2 separate regions of the Pan troglodytes genome follow, and region 2 is linked to region 1. A link is a contact called in public Hi-C data. All regions are on one chromosome and are shown on one strand. Each heading gives the region's core, a stretch centred on a gene start, on an enhancer-like site or on the middle of the called end of the contact. The rest is flanking DNA. Distances are from core to core; before and after follow the strand shown. Region 1 holds the start of CCDC13 (coiled-coil domain containing 13). Region 2 overlaps ACKR2 (atypical chemokine receptor 2).

Evidence for each region. A called contact is a pair of places that touch in the nucleus more often than the background predicts.
Region 2: a Hi-C map of induced pluripotent stem cells shows a contact between it and region 1, with 1.7 times the contacts expected there. The contact joins the enhancer-like site here to the promoter of CCDC13 in region 1. A contact is called at or near these places in 3 of 7 Hi-C or Micro-C datasets (induced pluripotent stem cells and stem cell-derived neural progenitor cells) and 1 of 1 other capture datasets (stem cell-derived neural stem cells).

Annotation. Positions count from the first base shown.
Region 1 is chr2:46,783,782-46,789,650 of NHGRI_mPanTro3-v2.0_pri, forward strand. It overlaps CCDC13 (coiled-coil domain containing 13), which reads right to left and starts at 2,331. Exons shown (of 17, transcript XR_010155169.1): 1 at 2,242-2,331.
Region 2 is chr2:46,835,898-46,841,937 of NHGRI_mPanTro3-v2.0_pri, forward strand. The region is part of intron 3 of ACKR2 (atypical chemokine receptor 2); the gene reads left to right. Among named protein-coding and RNA genes, the nearest start is that of ACKR2, 24 kb to the left of the region's middle. Within about 2 kb of position 4,769, at least 2 of the 24 cell types and tissues checked have an H3K27ac peak or open chromatin away from gene starts, as enhancers often do. A contact at or near this core is called in induced pluripotent stem cells, where this site is marked.

The sequences.
Region 1 (5,869 bases), core at 1,081-3,580:
AACTCCAGACACGCCACCTTTAAGAACTATAACACCCACCGCGAGGGTCTGCGGCTTTGTTCTTGAAGTCAGTGAGACCAAGAACCCACAATTCCGGACTCAATAACTTTATTCATGATTACCAAAAATGAGAAAAAAACAAGATGTACTTCAATAGGTGAGTAGATAACCTGGTACACTCATACCAGGGAATATTATTCAGTGATGAAAAGAAATGAGCTATCACGCCACGAAAAGACATGAAAGAAACCTAAATGTGTATTGTTAAGTGAAGAAGCCGGTCTGAAAAGGCTACATGCTGTATAATTGCAAACTGTATAATATTCTGGAAAAGGCAAAATTACAGAGAAGTAAAAGATACCAGTGATTGTAAATCCCTTCTAAATGAAAAATATCAGTGGTTTCCAGGGGTTGGCGGGAAGGAAGAATGAACAGTAAAGCCTAGGGGGTTTTTGGGGAGGTGAAACTGTTCTGTATACTTTAATGGTGGATACACAGCATTACACATTTAGCAAAACTTGTAGACCTGTGAAACCTTAAGCAATGAACACTGGCCAGGTGTGGTGACTCACACCTGTAATCTCAACACTCTACGAAGCCAAGGTGGGAGGACCACTTGAGGCCAGGAGTTTGAGACCAGCTTGGGCAACATAGCAAGACCATAGCTCTACAAAAAATAAAAAAATTAGCCGGGCATGGTGGCATGTGCCTGTGTTCCCAGTTACTCAGGAGGCTGAGGTGGGAGGATTGCTTGAGCCCAGGGGTTGGAGGCTACTGTGAGCCATGATCATGCCACCGCACTCCAGCCTGGGTGACAAAGTGAGACCCTGTCTCAAAACAGCAGCAGCAACAACAACAACAGATGAACTCTAATGTAAACTATGGACTTTAGTTAGTAATAACATACCAATATAGTTGTATCAATGATAACAAATGTACCACACCAATGCAATGTGTAAGATGTTAACAACAAAGGAAATGGGAATACGGAATGTATAAAGGAACTGTTTTTTGCTTAATGCTTCTAAAAATCTGCTTTAAGTCTATTTTCTTTTAAAAGTAAAGGCTAAGCCGGGCGTGGTGGCTCACGCCTGTAATCCCAAGACTTTGGGAGGCTGAGGTGGGCGGATCACCTGAGGCACCTGAGGTCAGGAGTTTGAGACCAGCCTGGCCAACATGGTGAAACCCCATCTCTACTAAAAATACCAAAATTAGCCAGGCATGGTGGCGGGCGCCTGTAATCCCAGCTACTCGAGCCCGAGGCAGGAGAATCGCTTGAACCTGGGAGGCAGAGGTTGCAATGAGCCGAGATCGCGCTACTGCACTCCAGCCTGGGCGATAGAGCGAGACTCCGTCAAAAAAAAAAAAAAAAAAAAAAGTAATAATAAAAAAAATAAAGGCTAGAGCTGCATGGAAAGAACTCTTGGCTCAGGTAGGACTTAGAGCCAGGGAGTAGGAAGAGTGGCATGCACTCTGGAGTCCTATGAGGAAGCAAGATCCCACAGGACATGGGACCATAGGTGACAGGGACCAGTGAGGAAGGACTGAGACCCCTTGCCCCATCGGCCTGCCACTTTTTTCATTGTTTTTCTCTTCCCCTCTCCTTCTCTTTCTTCTTTTCTTTTACTGTGTTCTTTTCGAGTATTCTCAACAACAGTCTAGGGGCCTGGAGGTGTGGGGAGGCCGCCCACGGATGCCTAGTTTGGCGCCCTGTGCACTGCTAGCATCTTCGTAGGGATGGGTTTGGGATGGGAGCGGGGTGATGCTCTGGTTCTCAGGGCTGGACTCCGGGCTTGGAGGGGAACTCCCTCTTGCGAGTCCCCAGTCCTGTGGGGGCTGGGCCTGGAAGGGGAACTGGGAGATGCGGAAGTGCACGCCGTCGGGTCGCATCTTTCAGTGCGGTGCGAGAGGGCCCAGTGGCAGAGGCCCAGCAAACAGCGCTTGTCAGGCGGACCTGAGTTCGAGTTCTGACTGTGCCATCTACGCTATGACTTTGGGGCAGGCGACCCACCCTCTGCGCCTCATTAACCCATGTACTGCGTGGAAAATAAGCGTCTGCCTGGGTTAGAAGAGGGCTGTGTGTGAAGATTCAAAGGACGAAGGGGAAGAGTCCTCGCTGGGCGCCCAGCACGCGGTGAGCGCCCGGCCAGTGGCAGCGCGCTCGGGCTCGGTTCCGCGCCCCCGGCAGCTGCGGGCTTTCCCAGCTCCGGCCCGGGCCCTTCCGCTCTCCCCGGCACTTACAGCGGTCTTTCTCCACTTCTCCCTTCTAGGACCGCGGCGGCTAGGTCACCTCCTCCGGACGCCGACACGCGCTGCCCTGGCAACCGTCACCAGGGAAACAAGCGACGTCACTTGCGCGTTTTCAACGCTACTCTACGGGGGCCGAGGGGGCGCCAAGAGTTCTGAAAGTGACAGAGGCGCTGATGGCGCGCTGGGCTGGATCCAAGCGGGCACGATCTCGAGTGCGCTGGAGAGTTTAAATCTTCTGGAGTATATTTTTAAAAAAGTTTTGTGGACCAAACGTTCTGCACAGAGATGCCCATTCCGCTCTCCTGTTGGGGAGTTAAAAAGCAAACGATCTCACCATGAAATTTAAAGTAGCCATTCAGATATATTTGAAAAATGTAAAACAGTGTGGGGAAAGGCCATGTTATGATGGTGAGTGAAGGAAGCAGGACGCAATATAGCAATGCTAAATAAATAAAGTTGTGTTTATTTCAAACTAGGCACTAAAACAAGACCGAAATAGAAATATTAAAAGTGGTTATATTTGGGTGGTGGAATAGCAGTGCTGTGTTTTTATTTTTACACTTTAGAGGATTTTTAAAATAATGAACATCGTTTATTTTCATAAAGGAAAATACTTGTTTTTTTTTTTAAATGGCACCTTCCAATGTAAGACACTACTATATTTCAAGGCAATATGGGGGTGGGAGGCAAATTTCTATGAAAGATGATTCAAGGGAGATTTCTATCTATCTATCTATCTATCTATCTAATCTATCTATCTATCTATGATAGAGTCTCGCTGTGTCGCCCAGGCTGGAGTGCAGTGGTGCGATCTCAGCTCATTGCAACCTCCATTTCCCAGGTTCAAGCGATTCTCCTGCCTCAGCCTCCTGAGTAGCTGGGATTACAGGCACCCGCCACCACACCTGGCTAATTTTTTTATTTTTAGTGGAGACGGGGTTTCACCATGTTGACCAGGCTGGTCTTGAACTCCTGACCTCAGGTGATCCGCCCACCTTGGCCTCCCAAAGTGCCGGGATTACAGGCGTGAGCCACAGCTCCTGCCCAAATATTTATCCAGGCCTTCATAATTTGAAAACCTTGGCAGTTGTTTTTCTATTTTTTTTCCTCATAAGGTGAATGAATACCCATCCCATAGACATGCATACATAAGATACGGCACTAGACTGCCATCAGCACTGCAGGTATAAACCCGAAGTTTCCTGATAAAGGAAAAATGGATCTTTCCCGTTGGTCTCCAATTGCTGCCTGGTGAGCTGAGGGTGGGAGACGTATAATATACAGGTGGCAGCAAAGAGAGACAGGATAAAGAGTAGGATTCAGGTAGATGTGGGCCTCAAAGGATTAGGGTTTTTTTTATATGGTGTGTGTAGTGGGGAGTATCATTCGTTTGCCTCATGACCACGATGGGACTATGTGGCATAGGAAAAGGAATAGCCAGGTCTACTTAGAGGGCTTCTGGAAAGCATGGATCCTAGCAGAAAGCCAGGTTTTCATTAAAATAAGAACATGCTGTGAGAAAATTAAGGATGCAAGAGAATTTCAGAACCGACATTCTAGAATGTATGTATTAGAAAGTTTGGGAAAGGGGTAACATTTGCTCCAGCAATCCAAGGATTATTTTTGACGAGGATATCATTTTTGCAGTAACCCATTTTTTAAAAAGCAGGGATGATTTTCCTCTAGGTTTGTTACTTTTCCACGGTCACCACTAAGGCTCTCATGCCATTTTTTTTTTCTGCCCAAAATTCTTTTGAGAATTTTCTTTAGTTTATAAGCTTGACATTTTATCATCCAAGAAGCTGGCGAATCCAATCTGGGTCACCAGTATTTCCTCATGTACAGTATACAGATGTTTGTTAATTCCAGCCCACTTTGTTTCTCTAGCCAGAAGTATCTGTAGGACACTGCCCTTTGTTTTTTGCTTTTTAATTTGAAATTATATTGAGATTTTTATAGAATCACATGCAGTTGTAAAAAATAATAGAGATCCCCTGTATACTTTTCCAGTTCTCCACAATGATATTTTGCAGAACTTTAATATTACAACCAGGATATTGACATCGATACAACCTACTCCTCTTAGATTTCTCCAATTTAACTGTCCTTTTCTTTTGATTTATCACGTGTCAGTTTGTGTATCCATGACCATCAAGATATCAAATACTGGCCGGGCATGGTGACTCATGCACGCCTATAATCCCAGCATTTTGGGATGCTGAGGCAGGCAGATCACTTGAGGCCAGGAGTTCAAGACCAGCCTGGTCAACATGGCAAAATCCTATATCTACTAAAAATAACAAAAATTAGCCAGGCATAGTGGTGCTTGCCTGTAATCCCAGCTACTTGGGAGGCTGAGGCATGAGAATCGCTTGAACTCAGGAAGTGGAGGTTGCAGTGAGCTGAGATCGCGCCATTACACTCCAGCCTGGGCGACAAGAGTGAGACTCTGTCTCAAAAAAAAAAAAAAAGATACCAAATACTTACTATCACAAGGATCTCTCTGTTGTGATTTTATGACTATGTACACTTCCCTTCCTCCTCCTGCCCTAGTCCCTAACCCTTTACAACCACCAGTCTGTCCTCCATTTCTAAAATTTTGTCATTTCAAAAATGTTATATAAATGAAATAACTCAGCATGTACACTTTTTAGGATGGATTTTTTTTTTTTTTTTTTTTTTACTCAGAACAATTCCTTGGAGATTCATCCAAGTTGTTGTGTGTATCAATAATCCATTCCTTTTTATTGCTGAGTAGTTCTAGTATGAATGTACCAGTTTATTTAACCATTTACCCACTGAAAGACATCTGGGTTGTTTCCAGTTAGGAGCAATTATGATTCAGCTGCTATAAACATTCATGTATAGGTTTTTGTGTGAACATAAGTTTTCATTCCTATGGAATAAATGCCCAAGAGTGCAATTGCTGTGTAGTATGGTAACTGCATATCTAGTTTTAGAAGAAATTGCCAAACCTGTTTTCCAGAGTGACTGTTCCACTTTACATTCTTACCAGAAATGTTTAAGTGACACAGTTTCTTCACATCCTTGCCAGCACTTGATGTCACTATTTTCATTTTAGTCATTTTAATAGGTGTGTAGTGATATCATTGTGGTTCTAATGTACGTGACGGATAATGATATTGAACATCTTTTTCATGTGCTTATTTGTCATCTGTATATTTTCTTTGGTGAAGTGTCTGTTCATGTCTTTTGCCCAATTTCTAACTGTCGAGTTTTGAGAATTCTTTATATATTCTATATACTAGTCCGTTGTTGGATACGTAGTTTGCAAATACTTTCTCCGAATCTGTAGTTCATCTTTTAATCCTCTTCACTTGGGCTTTCACAGAACAAAAGGCTTTGATTTTGACAAGGTCCAATTTATCAATTCCTTCTTTTATGGATTGTGCTTTTGATTTCAAGTCTAAGAAAGAACTCTTTGCCTAGCCCTGGGTCCCAAAGATTTCCCCCCATTTTTATAAAAGCGTTAGAGTTTTATGCCCATGATTTATTTTGATGTAATTTTTATATAAAGGTATGAAATTTAGATCAAGGTTCTTTTTTGCTTTTTTGCCTATGGTGTCCAGTTGGTCCAGCACCATTTGTTGGAAAGCTA
Region 2 (6,040 bases), core at 3,519-6,018, 55 kb after region 1:
TTACCATTAAGTGTGATGTTAGCTCTGGGTTTTTTTTTTGTTTGTTTGTTTGTTTGTAGATACCATTAATCAGGTTGAGGATGTTCCCTAGTTTATTGAATTTTTTTTTTTTTCAATCAGGAAAGGTGGTGAAGATTACCAAATGTTCTTTCTGCATCTGTTAAGGTGATCATGTGGTTTTTGTCCTTTATTCTTTTCATATGTTGTCTTACATTGTTTGAGTTTCGGATGTTGAACGGTTTAACCTTGCATGCCTGGCAAATAGCTTAACTAGTCATGGTGTATAACCCGTTATATCTGTAGTTGGATTTGGGTTGTTAGTATGTTGTTTAGGGAGTTGTGTGTGTCTGAGAATCTATATATGGTCCATAAGGGATATTGGTGTGTAGGGTTCTTTTCTTGTGATGTCTTTGTTGGGTTTTTGTATCAGAGTAATACTGGACTCATAGAATGAGTTGGGAAATGTTTCTTCCCCTTCTGTTTTTTGAAAGAGTTTGAGAGGATTAGTGGTAATTCTTTAAACATTTGGTAGAATTTACCAGTGAAGTCATCTGGTTCTGGGCTTTTCTTTGTGGGACATTTTTTGATTACTAATGAAATTCCTTTCTTTGTTATAGGTCTATTCAGATTTTCTTTTTCCTCTTGAGGGAGTTTTGGTAGTTTATGTCTTTCTAGAAATTTGTTCATATGAATTATCTAATTTATTGGCATACAGATGTTCATAGTATTTTCTTATAATCTTTTTTTCTATAGTGATTCTCTCTCTTTTATTTCTGATTTTAGCGATTAGAGTCTTCTCCCTTTTTTCTTAGTCAATTAGTTAAAAGTTTGTCAGTTTTGCTGATGTTTTCCAAGAACAACCTTTGGTTTTGTTGATTTTCTCTATTGTATTCATATTCTCTCATTCATTTGTACTCCAATATTTATTTTGCCTTTATTTTTGCTTGCTTTCAGTTTAGTTTGCCCTTCTTTTTCCAGAATCATAGGCGAAAAGTTAGTTTACTGAATTGGGGTCTCTTTTTAAAAATATCTGTATTCATATTTCTCTCTAAGCATTGCTTTTACTATGTCCCATAAGTTTGGTACATTTTATTTTTGTTTTCATTCATCTCAAAGTATTTTCTAATCTCCCTTGTGATTTCTTCTTTGACCCATTGGTTATTTAGGAGTGTGTTGTTTAATTTCCACATGGTTTTGAATTCCCCAAATTTTTCCTTCTGTTATTGATTAATTCCATTATGGTTGGAGAAGATATTATATATGGTTTCAGTTCTTCTGAATGCATTGAGACTTGTTATATGGCCTAACATATTCTCTGTCCTGGAGAATGCTGTATGTGCACCTGAGAAGAACATGTATTTTGCAGTTGTTGGGTGGAGTGTCTTACTTATATCAGTTTTAGGTATTCACTTTTCACCTGGTTAAACATTATTCATTCTTTGAGTCACAGGTCCAAAGGATTTCTTGTGTCAAATATTTCTTAATCCATCTCCCTAAGTAAAATGTAGTTTCTTCATTTGAATTTCTATAATTCTGCCAACACCTATAACTGTATTATAACTTTTATTCCAATTCAATCTTTCTAAATTCTGATGTTATGGGTTTCTTTGTGCAGAGCCATGTTGTAACTGTATCTCCATATCACTGAAACCTTACTTCTAGTGGTAACTTTAAAGCATGTCATCGAAAGGCTGAAAGAATCTGCTGGTTATTGAGCACTTTGTCAATCCAGAGCCATAAACTACCTACAATGGATTATGGATAAGGAGAAGCAAGGCAGTGTACTCTGCCTCTGGGGAACCTACATTTTAGTTAAGAGGTCTACGAGATACCAATGTAGGAAACCTTGAAGACAAGATTTGACCAAGTGCCAAGATGAAGGCACTAGGGGATTGGACTTGTTCACTTTGTCTCTCTCCCCATGCGTGGGAAAGAGGCTTGTGGAATTGTGAGGCTGGAACAGCCCTCAGGGTTTCTGATTTCTAGTCATCATCCAGCCTGTGCGTGGACACTCTCACCCACAGGGAGACGCCCCCACACTCCCATTTAGGACTTGTTGATGGTTGTTTGCTAACTTTGGGCAGAGCAGGAAAAATGAATTGCCCTTTAGCTACCACACACCCTTCAGTCTTCTCCATAAAATAAACCATAAGCCTGCAAAATCATGTGTAAAGTCAACAGGGAAAGGAAAGAGCTGTAGTCATAAATTCTAATCCCAGGAGGATATGTCAAAGGATGCTTGCATTATATATATATATATATATTTTTTTTTTTCTTTTCTTTTCTGAGACAGAGTCTTGCTCTGTCACCCAGGCTGGAGTGCAGTGGTGCAATCTCTGCTCACTGCAACCTCTGCCTCCAGGGTTCAAGTCATTCTCCTGCCTCAGCCTCCCAAGTAGCTGGGATTACAGATGCCTGCCACCACGCCCAGCTGATTTTTGTATTTTTTAGTAGAGATGGGGTTTCACTATGTTGGTCAGGCTAGCCTTGAACTCCTGACCTCAGGTGATCCACCTGCCTTGGCCTCCCAAAGTGTTAGGATTACAGGCGTGAGCCACCGCGCCTGGCCAGCTTGCATTATATTTTGATTTCAGATAAGGAAAGTCAGATCAAGTGACTGTGAGAAGGTCACTTCTTTCTTCTCCCTTCCTTCCTTCCACAATGCAGCCCCTAAAAGTGGCAACATCTTGTTTTAAGGGGAACCAAAAGGAATGTTTTCTGAGACTTATTATTCTCCTAGTGCCTACCTGTCTGTGAATGTTCTGGGAAGGTCTGAGGATGAGATTTGGAGATATGGAGATTTGGAGAGGCGAATTCATCTCACATGCCAGTTAGACACTTTATTCTGTCTAATTCAGGACAAAGACTGATGATTTGGGGGGCTAATCGGGATTCTTTTCAAGAATACAGTGTGATGAAGAAGGTTATCAAGACAGACTGCAAACTCTTTTCTCTAGTAACCTCTGAAAATAGAATCATAATGTGAAGTACAATACCTGCAATTATGGTAGCACACATTAAATGAAATAGGAGGATAATATAAGAGCAGGCCCATAGTTGTATATATTAGTGGACTAAATGAGTGATATCTTTATTGTGATCATCATGGTCACATTTATTGACAGTCAGTTTAGGGCAAAACACTCCTGGGAGAGGGGAGCATCAAGCCATCTGAAATTGGAAGGAATTGAAGAGTTAGAAAAGGAACAGAGCAGGTGTCCTGGTATAGAGTGGACTTGAACAGGGTGAAAGAATGGGCGATCTTTGGATGGAGAGAAGGGGAGAAGAAAATGAGGGTGAGTAAAAGGCCACAGAGGTTGGAATGTGTAAGATACACATTTCATCAATGCAAAAATACCAGAAGGTGGCAAACCTGGACTTTGGTAGAGGCATGGCACAGGAAAATTGCTGTTCATAAGTCCACATAGGTGTGTCAGCTTCCAAACAATATTAGCTCACTAGATGCACATGAATTATCCACATTACTCTGTTCCAGGCAATAGCCCCTATTGAGCTAGTGACAAAGGTAAACCATCTCTGACTCATCAGAAATTCTCTTCCCAAAGAGGTGAGGGAAGAAAATGGGAGTGGTAGGCCAGGAATGAGGGGCAATTCTGGTTGGCCCAGGGTGAGTCACTTTCCCTAATGTTCCTACCAGGAGATCAGGCCATGAGCTCTTGGCTCTGCTGCTCATTCTTGTCAACTTTCCCCCATATTCTAGCTCCCTCGGGTCACTCATCCTATCACTTTTCCGATAGGGCCGTGGAGTTGTACCCTCTCTAATTTTATAGATAGGGACCCTGTGGCCTAAAGAGGATTGGGGCTTGCCCTTCTTCCTGTAGCACAGTTGGGACTAGGAGAGGGACCTCTTGACCATCAACCCCTTGTATCTGCACTCTGTCCTCTGCCATGTGACGTAACTCTTTTAGTCTTCATGCCAACTGAGAGGCAAATGAGACACAAAACAGAACATGGGAAAACTTGAAGGGGCTGTACCTTGACTGCAAAGGGCACCGGGGTACATGCGTAGAGGCAAGAAGAGTTTAGGGGCAGCAGGTCATCCTACATGACCCTATTCTCAAAAGAAAATCAGCCCCCATAATCCAGTTTCAGGTCTCATATTCCAAAACCTAAACTCTGAACTAACAAACATTGTGATTCTTTCATAGATGTCTAATATTTACTAAACAAATATTGGGACTTGTTTTCAAATTTTTGTTTTCAATACCCTCTTTCAAATGCCCCTTATAACAGGGTTCATATTTCTCTTCCTGAATGTTATGAGGCTTCCTCTTTCCTGCCTAACTGTCCCAAGGCCTCTCCTCCTCCAATGACCATGTGGCAATCATAGAGGGGGTCTTAGATAGTATTCCTGTATCAAAGTAAGTATGTCTAAGGAATTGGAGGATGCTGGTCGTTAGCCTCTGATTGATAAGCACTTCTTATTTATTTAATTTTTTTTTTTAATAGAGATGGGGGTTTCACCCTCTTGGTCAGGTTGGTCTTGAACTCCTGGCCTCAAGTTATCTCCCTGCCTCAGCCTCCCAAAGGGCTGAGATTACAGGCATGAGCCACCACGCCCAGCCTTTGATTGATAAACTCTTCTTTCCTCTTCCTTCATTCTGTAATGCAACCCCTAAAAGTGGCAAAATCTTGTTTTAAAATTTTGTCTGTCCCCTCCCCCAAATTTGGCATATTGAAAACAAGATATGGAGCAATAGTGACTCTGAGAGGAGAAGAGGTGTAGTGCAGGACACAAGAAGCTCCCCGCTGGTGAAATCCTGTAATGTGTTTCTTTCAAGTCCCCCTCCCTGCCTTTGTCTCCTGGTGATGAGGTGTAAGTTCTGCCTTTTTTCTTTTCTTTTTTTTTTATTTTCAGAAAGTCTTTGTTGCTTCAGGCAAGCATCAGAAACTGAATCTGCTGGGCTGTTGGTTGGACTGTGTGGCCTCTCTTTATCCCTCTCTTCCCAGACCCCTCAAAATCAGGTGCATTCTATATCCCCTTAGGCTAGATAGACATTCTATGGATGCTCCGGTCTGCATGAGGAAGGGAACTCCAACCTCCCCCAAGTCAGTTAATTTTAAACATTTTGGTCTTTTTTTCTGTATAATTTGGGATTGGTGTACCAGAAATGACTAAAAACCTGTGGTTTTCTGAGAGTGATCCTGGGACTATAATTTTCTGAAATTAAACTTCAGGCAAAAAAAAAAAAAAAAGAGAGAGAAGAAAAGAAAAAGAAAAACAGAAACTCTCATCATGGCCAGATGGAGCCAGAGATTTGTGAGAAGACGAGGCTTAAAGAGTAAAAGGCTATCAGTGTGCGAGATGAGTTGAAAAACAAAAAATAAAAGGTGAAATCCGAGACTGCCACGCTCGCCTAGGAGAAGTTGCAAAACCTCCTTAGTGATGTTGGGAAAATTCTTTTCAGTGAAAAGTCTCTTATGGACCTGTTAAAAATATCCCAAGAGCAAAACAGCAGACCCCCCACCTTTAAAGGAGGTGTACCTTTTGTCACTTAATGCCTGCCTGTTTCAAATCCAACCTTCATTGCTTTGTGATGTTAAAACATTTCTTCTTTGCCAGCTGGCATGATGCTAAACTTTATCAGCAGGGGGCGCTGGAGGGCTAATTTCATTGGCCAATGGCAGTGGTTTCTTGCCCTCCAGCTTCAGTTGCCCAGGATGCTGCTGGCCAGTTTTGACCCATAGTTTCCTGCCTGCTAGCCCCAGCTGCTGAGTGTGGATGAGCTCCATCTAGGGCAACCCAGTTGAACATCTGTGCCATCCAGTAGCTGCAATCGCACCCTCTCAAAGGAGGTCTGCATCCTAGCTTTGGGGCAGGGCTCCCTTCTCTTCCAAATTAGTACTTTTGTAAGTAGTCTCCCTCTGCCTAGGATGTTCTTTAGAGTTCTCTTCAATTCCCTTGTAGTAGTTACTTCTCTTCAAATAGTCAATACATCTTTATATTAAACTTTCCCTGTTCAACTTACTGTGGTTACTGTCTCCTGACTCTCCTTTCATGGACCATGATGCCAAAAAT